Regions from separate parts of the Ovis aries genome. Here region 1 is linked to region 2. The links are chromatin contacts, called in public Hi-C maps. All regions are on one chromosome and are shown on one strand. Each heading gives the region's core, a stretch centred on a gene start, on an enhancer-like site or on the middle of the called end of the contact. The rest is flanking DNA. Distances are from core to core; before and after follow the strand shown. Region 1 holds the start of RAD52 (RAD52 homolog, DNA repair protein). Region 2 overlaps NINJ2 (ninjurin 2).

The links. A called contact is a pair of places that touch in the nucleus more often than the background predicts.
Region 1: a contact with region 2 is called in a Hi-C map of liver, with 4 times the contacts expected there. The contact joins the promoter of RAD52 here to the enhancer-like site in region 2. A contact is called at or near these places in 6 of 16 Hi-C or Micro-C datasets (blood, hypothalamus, liver and 2 more).

Annotation. Positions count from the first base shown.
Region 1 is chr3:213,563,087-213,568,197 of ARS-UI_Ramb_v3.0, reverse strand. It overlaps RAD52 (RAD52 homolog, DNA repair protein), which reads left to right and starts at 3,611. Exons shown (of 10, transcript XM_060413511.1): 1 at 3,611-3,708.
Region 2 is chr3:213,280,770-213,285,900 of ARS-UI_Ramb_v3.0, reverse strand. The region is part of intron 1 of NINJ2 (ninjurin 2); the gene reads left to right. LOC121819225 (a long non-coding RNA gene) reads right to left here. Exons shown (of 4, transcript XR_009600028.1): 1 at 1,902-5,131; 2 at 233-282. Among named protein-coding and RNA genes, the nearest start is that of NINJ2, 63 kb to the left of the region's middle. Within about 2 kb of position 2,165, at least 14 of the 54 cell types and tissues checked have an H3K27ac peak or open chromatin away from gene starts, as enhancers often do. A contact at or near this core is called in liver, where this site is marked.

The sequences.
Region 1 (5,111 bases), core at 2,362-4,861, 280 kb before region 2:
TCAAGTCATATGGTAATTCTATATAACTTTCTGAAGGCCTACCACTGTATTCGCACCATTTTATACTCCTATCAGTAGTGCACAGTATTCCAGTCCTTGTCAACATTTGGTGTTTTTTGTTTTTTTTTTTTTTTAACATAGTAGCCATCCTAATGAATGTGGGCAAGCAGTTTTAGGCCCTGCTTTTTCCACAGAAAATGATCTTGAACATTTTTTTGCCATGTCAATAGGTATTTTTTACAACCTGATTTTTAATGGCTGTCCTATTTAACATTTCATACTGTTAACATTTTGTGTCCAGCAGTTTTTCAGGTATAAATAATGTTATACAGAATATTCTTATAAAGAAATCTTTGTGTACATCCCTGGTATTTTCTTTAGTGGCTAATGTCCTAGAGGCTGAATTCCTGGATAAGAGGGTATGTTTTTGATATGTATTGCAAGATTGCTTTTCTGAAAACCTGCATCAGTTTATGTTCTTACTAGCAGTATGAAAGTATCATCTGTACTGCATATTATCAGACAAAATTATTTCAATGTATGATCATAAATACAAGGTCAGAAAAACTATATATATCAGTAGATAACAGTGGTCAACTCTGAGAATAGTTCTGGTTTTACATACAAGTGGTTATGTAAAATGCTAGATGAGTTTTTATCTTTTGTGTTTTTCAGTAAGAATGTATTAAATTTATATAAAACATTTTAATTTCCTAATTTAAAAAAGAAATGGTTGAAATTATATATTTATTTCAATATGTATGCTTTTTGGTTTTATTGAACATTTTTTCCTATTTATTATCTTTCTCCTTTTGTGAAATAGCCACTCAACTTCATTTGTCTAATTTCTTGAGTTGTTAGTACTTTTTATATATGAATACACTTCATCATACATGTCAATATTTCCTCCTTTTTCTTATTTATTCTTCAGAAGCTAAAGTTAAATATGAACATGAAGTTGCTCAGTCATGTCCGACTCTTTGCAACCCCCATGGACTGTAGCCTACCAGGCTCCTCTGTCCATGGGATTTTCCAGGCAATAGTACTGGAGTGGATTGCCATTTCCTTCTCCAGGGGATCTTCCCAACCCAGGGATCAAACCCAGGTCTCCCGCATCATAGACAGATGCTTTGCCGTCTGAGCCATCAGGGAAGTCCAAAAAGTTAAATAGGTAGCTACATTTATTCATCTTTTACTTTATGATTAATTTATCAGCTTTTACAGTTAGAAAGCTTTTCTTCATTCTGAGGTCAGATATTAATCTGCCTATTTTTTATGTTTTATTGCTGTTGTTATTGTATGTGTTTGGTGTTATTGAGGTTGTGTCCAGCTCTTTGTGACTCCCTGGACGCATGCCAGGCTCCCCTGTCCTTTACTATCTCCTGGAGTTTATTCAAATTTATGTCTATTGAGTCAGTGATGCTATCTAACCATCTCATCTTCTGCCCGCTCCTTCTCTTTTTGCTGTCAACCTTTTCCAGCATCAGGGTTTTTTCCAATGAGTAGACCCTTCACATCAGGTGGCCAAAGTATTGGAGCTTCAGCATCAGTCCTTCCAGTAAATATTCAGGACTGATTTCCTTTAGGATTGACTAGATTGATCTCCTTTCAGTCTAAGTGACTCTCAAGAGTCTTCTCCAACACCACAGTTTGAAAGCATTAATTCCAGAAAAGATCCCAGAATCAGGATCTTTTCTAAAGGGTCAGTTCTTCACATCAGGTGGCCAAAGTATTGGAGCTTCAGCATCAGTCCTTCCAGTAAATATTCAGGACTGATTTCCTTTAGGATGGACTGGTTTGATCTCCTCACAGTCCAAGGGACTCTCAAGAGTCTTCTCCAACACCACAGTTCAAAAGCATCAATTCTTTGGTGCTCAGCCTTCTTTATGGTCCAACTCTCACATCCATACATGACTATTGGAAAAACCATAGCTTTGACTAGATGGACCTTTGTCTGCAAAGTAATGTCTCTGCTTTTTAATATGCTGTCAAGGTTGGTCGTAGCTTCCAAGGAGCAAGTGTCTTTAATTGCATGCGTGTAGTCACCATCTGCAGTGACTTTTGGAGCCCCCAAAAATAAAATCTGTCACTGTTTCCATTGTTTGCCCATCTATTTGCCATGAAGTGATGGGATGGGATGCCATTATCTTCATTTTCTGAATGTTGAGTTTTAAGCCAGCTTTTTCACTCTCCTCTTTCACCTTCACGAAGAGGCCCTTCAGTTCCTCTTTGCTTTCTGCCATAAGGAAGGAAGGAAGGAAGTGAAGTCGCTCAGTCGTGTCTGACTCTTTGTGACCCCATGGATAGGAGCCTACGAGGCTTCTGCGTCCCTGGGATTTTCCAGGCACGAGTACTGGAGTGGGTTGCCATTTCCTTCTCCAGAGGATCTTCCCGACTCAGGGATCGAACCCAGGTCTCCAGCACTGTAGGCAGACGCTTTTACCGTCTGAGCCACCAAGGAAGTCATTCTGCCATAAGGGTGATACCACCTGCATATCTGAGGTTGTTGATGTTTCTCCCGGAAATCTTGATTCCAGCTTGTGATTCATCCAGCCTGGCATTTCACATGATGGACTCTGCATATAAGTTAAATAAGCAGGGTGATAGTATACAGCCTTGAAATACTCCTTTCCTAATTTGATGGAGAAGGAAACGGCAACCCACTCCAGTATTCATGCCTGGAAAATGCCATGGACCGAGGAGCCTGGTAGGCTACAATCCATGGGGTCGCAAAGAGTGGGACACGACTAAGAGACGTGTGTGTGTGTGTGTTTTCCCAATTTGAAACCAGTCCATTGGCCTGGGGACCCAGCGGCAGGGGGGGTGTTTCGGAGGGCCAGTCCCCCTGCAGTCCCTGCCGGGCTCTGACGACCACAGCAGCCTGGATGCACCGGGGGCGCCAAGCAACCCGCGCAGTCCTTGCTGGGCTTGGGGCGCAGAGGTCGGTGCCGCGAGCTCGCAGGGCGCCAGGGGGCAGCAGAGGACACGGCGGCGCAGGGCATGCGGGAGCCGAGCGGCCGGCACGGAGGTTCGGGTCGCACTGCCACCTTGCTTGACGGCTCTCAACAGATGGCTCTGCTCCCATCTGCTGACTTGACTCGCGGTTCCTCTTCCTATGCCCCACAGTGGTCCGGGGAGAGTTCAGTTGGACCTACTCCGTTCCCACAGTCCTCTGCTCAGCCATCCTAAGCAGGATCGGGTTCGGGCCGCCCAGCCTCGGGGCGTTGTCGCCAAGACCTTCTTCCCATGGTCCTCTGCGTGCCCCTCAGGCCTCCTCCTCCGTTGCAGTGTCTCCGAAACCTTCTTCCCAGAGTCCTCTGCGCGGCCGTTCAAGCGCCCTTCTGCGTGTTGAAGCCACCCCCCGCTGTCGCTGTTTCTGCCAGACCTTCTTCCCAGGATCCTCTGCGCGGCAGTGCCTATCGCCTTTCGGCGCGTGGTCTCGCCTTGATTTCCTCAGGTTCCTCTGCGGATCGTGCCTAGGGCCCTTCCGCACGGTCAGACAGCCTCCGCTCGTGTGGTCACGCCCAGACCTTCTTCCCAGAGTCCTCTGCGCTGCCGTGCTTAGTGCCCTTCCGCACGTTCAGGCCTCCTCCGTCCGCGCGGTCTCCCCAGACCTTCTTCCCAGGAGTCTCCAGGCGGCCGTGCCCCAGCGAGTTTCTGCGCGTTCAGTCTGAACAGAGCCCTGTCCGCTCTGCGCGGCTGAGGCGCGTAAGTGGAGTCGCCGCCGGGCGGGAGCTCGCCTCGCGGGTCCCGGCTTAGCGGTCCCGCGCCCAGCGGTGTGTGATAAGCCGTGAGGGCGCCGGGCCGGGCGAGCGAGCGGGCGGCCAGGGCCGGGACCGCGGGGTCAGTGATGCCCGGGGCGGGGACCGAGGGCGGGTCCGCCGACGGGCCCCAGGCGGCAGCGGCTGCGGCCCGGAAGGCGTTGGCGTCTCGGCGGGGTTTGACAGGTCAGCGTGTAGTCAGCCCTTGTGGCGCTTTCAAACAACCGAGCCAGGATCCAAACACGGTGGAATCCCTCGGTCTGAAGAGACCCGCTGCGCGCCTTCGGCGCGTTCGCCGGGCCGGGCCGCAGTCGCCGCTGGTGCGGAGCGTGTGGGTCGCCCAGAGCCCCGCCAGCTCGTTAGCGGACGCGGCTCACCTGGTCCGGCCCGGGTCGGCGCTCCTCGGTCCTCGGCCGCTCGGCGGCGTTTCGTCGAGGGGGAACCTTGCTTTCTTTCTCCGTTAACTGATGGGCGTTTGGGCTTTTGCGCTTTTTGGTCTCCGAGCCCGTTTAAGGTCTGTTCCCCCCGGGGACTCACAGACCGAGGCACAAACCTCTGAAATCTAAATTCTCCCCCATCCTGAAGCTCCGGGCCCGGCTCAGGCGTTTCGGCAGCCTCGGGTCCGGTTGCTTCGGGAAGGTTTGTACAATTTTCTGTTCTCAGTGCGGCACTCCTGGACCCTTGGCGGTCACGGGCAAAGCAGCCTTCGTGTGCGGGGCTCGCTGGAGACGCCGCCAGGCCGGCCGTCCAGTGATGGGCACCAGGTGGGCTGGACATGAGCGGACGGATGATGTAGCAGAGCCGGGGGACGGGGGAGCTCATATCCAAGCAGACCTAGCGCGTCTTCGGTGTTTTGTGTGTTCACGGACCGGTCCCCTAACAGAACCAGTGCTCAGGGCGCCTGGCTGGTGTGCTGGGTGACCCTCGCGCTGTCCCTGCCGAAGTCCGGCAGGCCTCACCTCTGCCTGCTTGTTTCGGACTGTAAACCAGCGGCCTCGTTGTCCTTCAGTGCCAGTTTAAACTTTTTATTCGTGATTCCACTGTTTCTTTAGCACATTTTTTAAAAAATGATTGAAAGATTCTTTAATTCTGTAATTCTTTACAATTTTCCAGTTTCGCTCGCAGGAGATCGTGCACATAAGGTTGTGTAACAACCCTCGTTTTCCAACTACCCCTGCCTTGCCCCTTCCTCCTTCCCTCCCCCGCTGGTACCACCACTGAGCTCACTAGTGAGTCTGCTTCCCTTTTGTTGACTAGTTTGTTGTGTTGTTTCAGTTCCACCTGTGAGTGACATCACATGGTGTTGATCGTCCTCTCTCTGACTTACTTAGTATAACGCCCTCCCAAGTC
Region 2 (5,131 bases), core at 916-3,415:
GGGTCACAAAGAGCCGGACACGTCTAAGGGATTGAGCACACACATATATGTATGTAAATCTATTTCCCCTCCCTCCTGAGCCTTCATCCCCCTTCCTATCACTCTAGGTGAAGTAAGTCCGAAAGAGAAAAACAAATACTGTATATTAATGCACATATATGGAATCTACAAAATGGTACTGATGAACCTATCTGCTTAATGATTAATTGTTCTGAGAGTTGTTTTCATTTACCTGTGTGTTGCCTCCCATCTGGACTCAGGTTCACCGCAAAATCTAAGGTTCTACAAAACCAAGAAAGGCTCTGTAAATGTTTGAGTGAAGACATGAAGACAGTCTGAGGGTGAACAGGTCAGGCCCTATAAACAGGGTGGGCAGCACCTGGTACTGGGGACTGGGGTTGGTGGTCTGTGCTGCCAGCTGGAATCAAATGCAGGATTGAATTTACACCCTGTTCAGTGAGAAGAGCTGGAAAGATTCCCTCCACATCCTTCAGACTAGGGTACACCTCTGAGGGGTTTCCAGGGACTAAAGACTATAATGGGCTTCCCAGGTGGCTCAGTGGTAAAGAACCTGCCTGCCAATGCAGGAGACGCAAGCGACGTGGGTTCAAACCCTAAATCTGGAAGATCCCCTGGAGGAGGGCATGACAACCCACTCCAGTATTCTTGCCTGGAAAATTCCATGGACAGAGGACCTGGCAGACACTACAGTCCATACGGTCGCAAAGAGTCAGACAGGACCGAGCATGCATGCAAAGACTGTAGTGGTTAAGGACACAGCCTCCAGAGCCTGTCTGGGTTCACATCCCAACTCTTAAGATCAACAGCTGGGTGATCCCAGGGCAAAAGCACCGAACTGTTCTGAGCCTCACCCATCTCGTCTGTACAATGGGTGTTGTTAAAGGAATTCAGGGACAGCTGACTGAAGGAAGGGTCTAGCACAGAGCTTAGACGGTGGCAGGCATGTGAAGCGCCAGCTTCAGTGTGGTAGCGCGGAGTCGATGGACGGCGCTCACACTAGCTGCGTCGGAATCCCCTGGAGGCTTGTGAAAACACAGATGGCTGGGTTCCAGCCTGCGTCTCTGACTCAGAAGGTCTAGGGTGGTGTCTGAGAATCTGCGTTTCCAACAAGTGCCCAGGTGCTGCTGTTTCAGGGACCACAATTTGAGAACCACAGGTGTGTAACAGAAAAGAGAATTCAGGTGTAGGGTTCTGGCGCTAGGACTGTCCCTTATTATCTGGTGACTTTGCGCAGCTAATCTCTGAGCCTCAATATCTTTACGTGTAAAATGGAACTGTTAATTCCCACTTCACAAGAATTCCCTGGCAGCCCAGTGATTAAGATTCCGGGCTTTCATTGCCAAGGGCCCAAATCCAATCCCTGGTCAGGGAACTAAGATCTTGCAAGTCGCTTGGTGTGGCCAAAAAAAAAGAGAAAAAATCCACTTCATGGGGGTCAGCCTGGTATACGGTATTCTCAGTATTCAGTTATCATTGTTTAAATTCTGGCCAGCGTGTTGGTCCTGGAAGGATGGGGCGGGGTTACCACGAGCAGAGGTGGGTCAGGAGTGCTTGGGGAATGCTGCCAAGAACCCCAAAGCCAGGAGCAAAGTGCCAGGTGGGTCTCGAAGCCCCCAGGCCACATGCTTATTGGGAAATAACCCCTGCTCCATTTCTTCGGCAGTTTCTGTGTGGCAAATCCACACAGAACCTTGGTGGCGGTTGGGGTTTGGGGGGTGGGGGAGTAATTTGGCTGCACTGGGTCTGAGTTGCAGCACGTGAGATCTATCCCCCCCGGCCAAGGATCGAACTCAGGCCCCCTGCATTGGGAACTCCGAGCCGTACCCACTGAAGCGCTAGGAAGTCCCTCTCACCCGCCTTTTGTCAGAAAGTCACCTCACCTCAGCGGGATCAGCGGCCCTCCGGCCCAGCCGCGCGGTGCGCTGCCGCCCCCTGGCGGACGAGGAGGCGCTGCACACCCTCCCCCGGCGGTCTCCGAGCGGAGTCGAAGTGCCGGCGGCAAGGCCCGCGGGCACCTGGGGGAGCGCTGGCGCCTCGCAAGGCTGCGCCCCCCGCCTGAGAGGAGACTTCTGGACCAGTTGGGTGTTATTACGGGAACAGCCCGCGGACACCCCACCCGCGGTGGATTAGAGACTGTTGACTTTTAAGGGCGAGACCCATTGCGCTTGGCACAGCAAGGCTGCAGGCTGAGTGCCGGCCCCAGACACAGGCCTCGGGGCTCCGGGCCTTTGCGGGCTTTGGCCTGAAGACCAGTGGCAGCGGCCAGCCTGAGTCATTGTTCCCTGAGGCCGGGAGAAAGGGCTACCCCTGGGCCAGGGGCTTCAGTTTGATATTCACTGTCCAAGCACCACGCCCCTCACCCAGCAGTTCTTGGGTCTGCAACCCCACCCTCAGAGATCCCTCTTTTTGCCTTTTCTGGAAAAACTCCTTGAAGTAAATCCTTCATATAAAAAAATTCAATGCTGTCATCATTTTCTGGTGCCTTTAATGTGGGCAAGCCACTGAACCGGGCACCGTGGGGACCCAGGAACATGGAAGATGCAATCCCCCTAGGAAACAGGCACTGGAGGGGCCTCCTGGAGAGGAGGGTCTAAGAGGGGAGGGCTGACCTGGGGGTGGGGGTCCACGGGGAAGAAAGGCCTTCAGCCCTGGAGGGACTGGAGCTGGCGGAAGGGTGGGGTGTGTTCAGGCACGGTGAGTCATGTGGTGTGGCCCGGGAGGGAGGGTGAGTCTCAGCCCCTCCCGGGAGGGAGGGGAAACAGGACACAGGCTGGAGAGGGAGGTGGGAGCCAGCCAGGCAGGGGGTGGGGGTGGGGGAGTCGGGTCTGCACAGCAGGGAACCCAGGGTAGGTGGGCTTGTCTGAGAAGCTCCCTCCCTGAAAGAGGCTCCCGTCAGGTGAAGAGAAAGGTTTCCAATGGGATGGGCGTGTGTGAGCATTTAGTGTTCTGACTCTTAGCGACCCTAGCAACCTCATGGACTGTAGGCCCCCAGGCTCCTCTGTCCATGGGCTTTAGCAAGGATACTGGAGTGGGTTGCCATGCCCTCCTCCAAGGGATCTTCCCGACCGAGGGCTCGAACCCACGTCTCTTACATCTCTTGCATTGGCAGGTGGGTTCTTCACCCCTAGTGCCACCTGGGAAGCCCCCCTTGGGTGCGGAACCATTTCAAAGATGGGTGTGAGGGGCTGCTGAGATGACAAAGGGGAATCTTGAAGTGTGGGCGGGGCCAGGCCAAGTCAGAACCCAGCACTCAGTTGCCTCTCCGCCCACAGGTGGGAGTGTGGGCCTGTGTGGGAGGGACTTCCCTCTCATCTCCTTGCTCTAAGACTTCAGTCTTCAAAGCACATTCACCCACATTATCTCATTGATCTTTGCAACAGGCCTCTGAGCTAACCAGGGCCTATTATTCTCATTTTACACACGGAGAAGCTGGGTCCCAGGTGAGACAGAATTCTGCTTTATATTAATTATTGACCTCCTGAGGTCCATATTTCTTTTTCTAAATTGCGACCCCATGGACTGTAGCCTACCAGGCTCCTCCCTCCATGGGATTCTCCCGGCAAGAGTACTGGAGTGGGTTGCCATTTCCTTCTCCAGGGGATCTTCCCTACCCAGGGATCAAACCCAGGTCTCCAAGCATTCCAGGCAGACGCTTTAACCTCTGAGCCACCAGGAAGCCCCAGTGTATTTACTTTTGATTGTGCTGGGTCTCCAGTTGCATTGAGCAGGGGGCTACTCCGTTGCGGTGAGCGGGCTTCTCATTGCGGTGGCTTCTCTTGTTGTGGAGCACAGGCTCTAGGCACTCAGGCTTCAAGAGTTGTGGCCCACGGGCTTCAGTTGCTCCAAAGCAGGTGGAATCTTCCAGATCTGGGATGGAACCCATGTCCCCTGCGTTGGCACGCAGATTCTTATTCACTGTACCACCAGGGAAGTCTTGCATACTGTTTTAATTTTTGTTGTTGTTGTTTTATAATAGTTCAAACACTCAGAGGGGTCAAAACCCAAAACATCCAGATGAAAGTTTCTCTGTCAACCCTATTCTCCCAGCTGCCCGGTTCACCTCTTAGCAGTGTGAACTCTAGCCTTTTGATTATGGGTGTTGGGCCCTTTCTGCAGGGGCTCAGGACACAGCCTGCTGTGACCAGAGGAGCCCAAGGCAAGTGTTGCCCCAAGAAGGGTGTTATACCTCCCCTGAGCAAGTGTACATTCGGTCTTCTTTCATCTGAAGCCACGTGAGTCTATCTTTAGATCCTAAACTCCTTGGAGGCTGGGAATCTATCTTCTGGGAGGCTGAAGTGTAGGAGTTACAATTACAGGTTCTGGCAAACAGAGAACTGGCATAAAATCTGTGTTGCCAAACCTTGAACAAGTTACCCAGGCTCTCGGAGAGCCTCCATTTTTTTCAACTACAATAATCACAGGTTCGATCCCTGGGTCGGGAAGATACACTGAAGAAGGAAATGGCAACCTACTCCAGTATTCTTGTCTGGAGAATCCCATGGACAAAGGAGCCTGGCAGGCTACAGTCCACAGGGTCGCAAAGAGTCAGACATGACTGAGCGACTGACCGACCAACCAACCTAAGGATGCCCTGACCAATTTCATGGGACTGTGTGAGGACTGCATAAGATGACTCATGTCCCGTGTTAAGCCGAGTCAGGCACAAGGTCTGTAATCTGTAAGAGGAAACTGTTGTCATCCCCAGTGCCAGGACCTACTGTGCAAGCCCACAGTAGGACGGACCCAGGCACCTTTTCACACTAAACCCTGACAGAGGCTGAGAGCTCACAGGTTATAGGGTCTACATGGGGGCTCATTGTTAAGATGGCTCATTATGTTGATCTTGCAAACAAAGAGTAAATCACAGTGATCCTTGAGACTGACCAAATTGCCCAAATGGCATCCTGTTATCACTGGTGCCTATCTTCTCAAAGCTGCGAGAGCACCAGATTCCAGACCTCCGGCTACATGATCATCCCTTTGAAGAACTTCTCAGTGGTGGGGTATAAGAAGGACTCTGTCAGAAAGGGAGGACGCTGGTTTCTCCTTAAGAGTCAGTCACCTTCTCTTTTCCTGCTAATAATTTTCCCTTTTCTTGCCTGACTGCCCG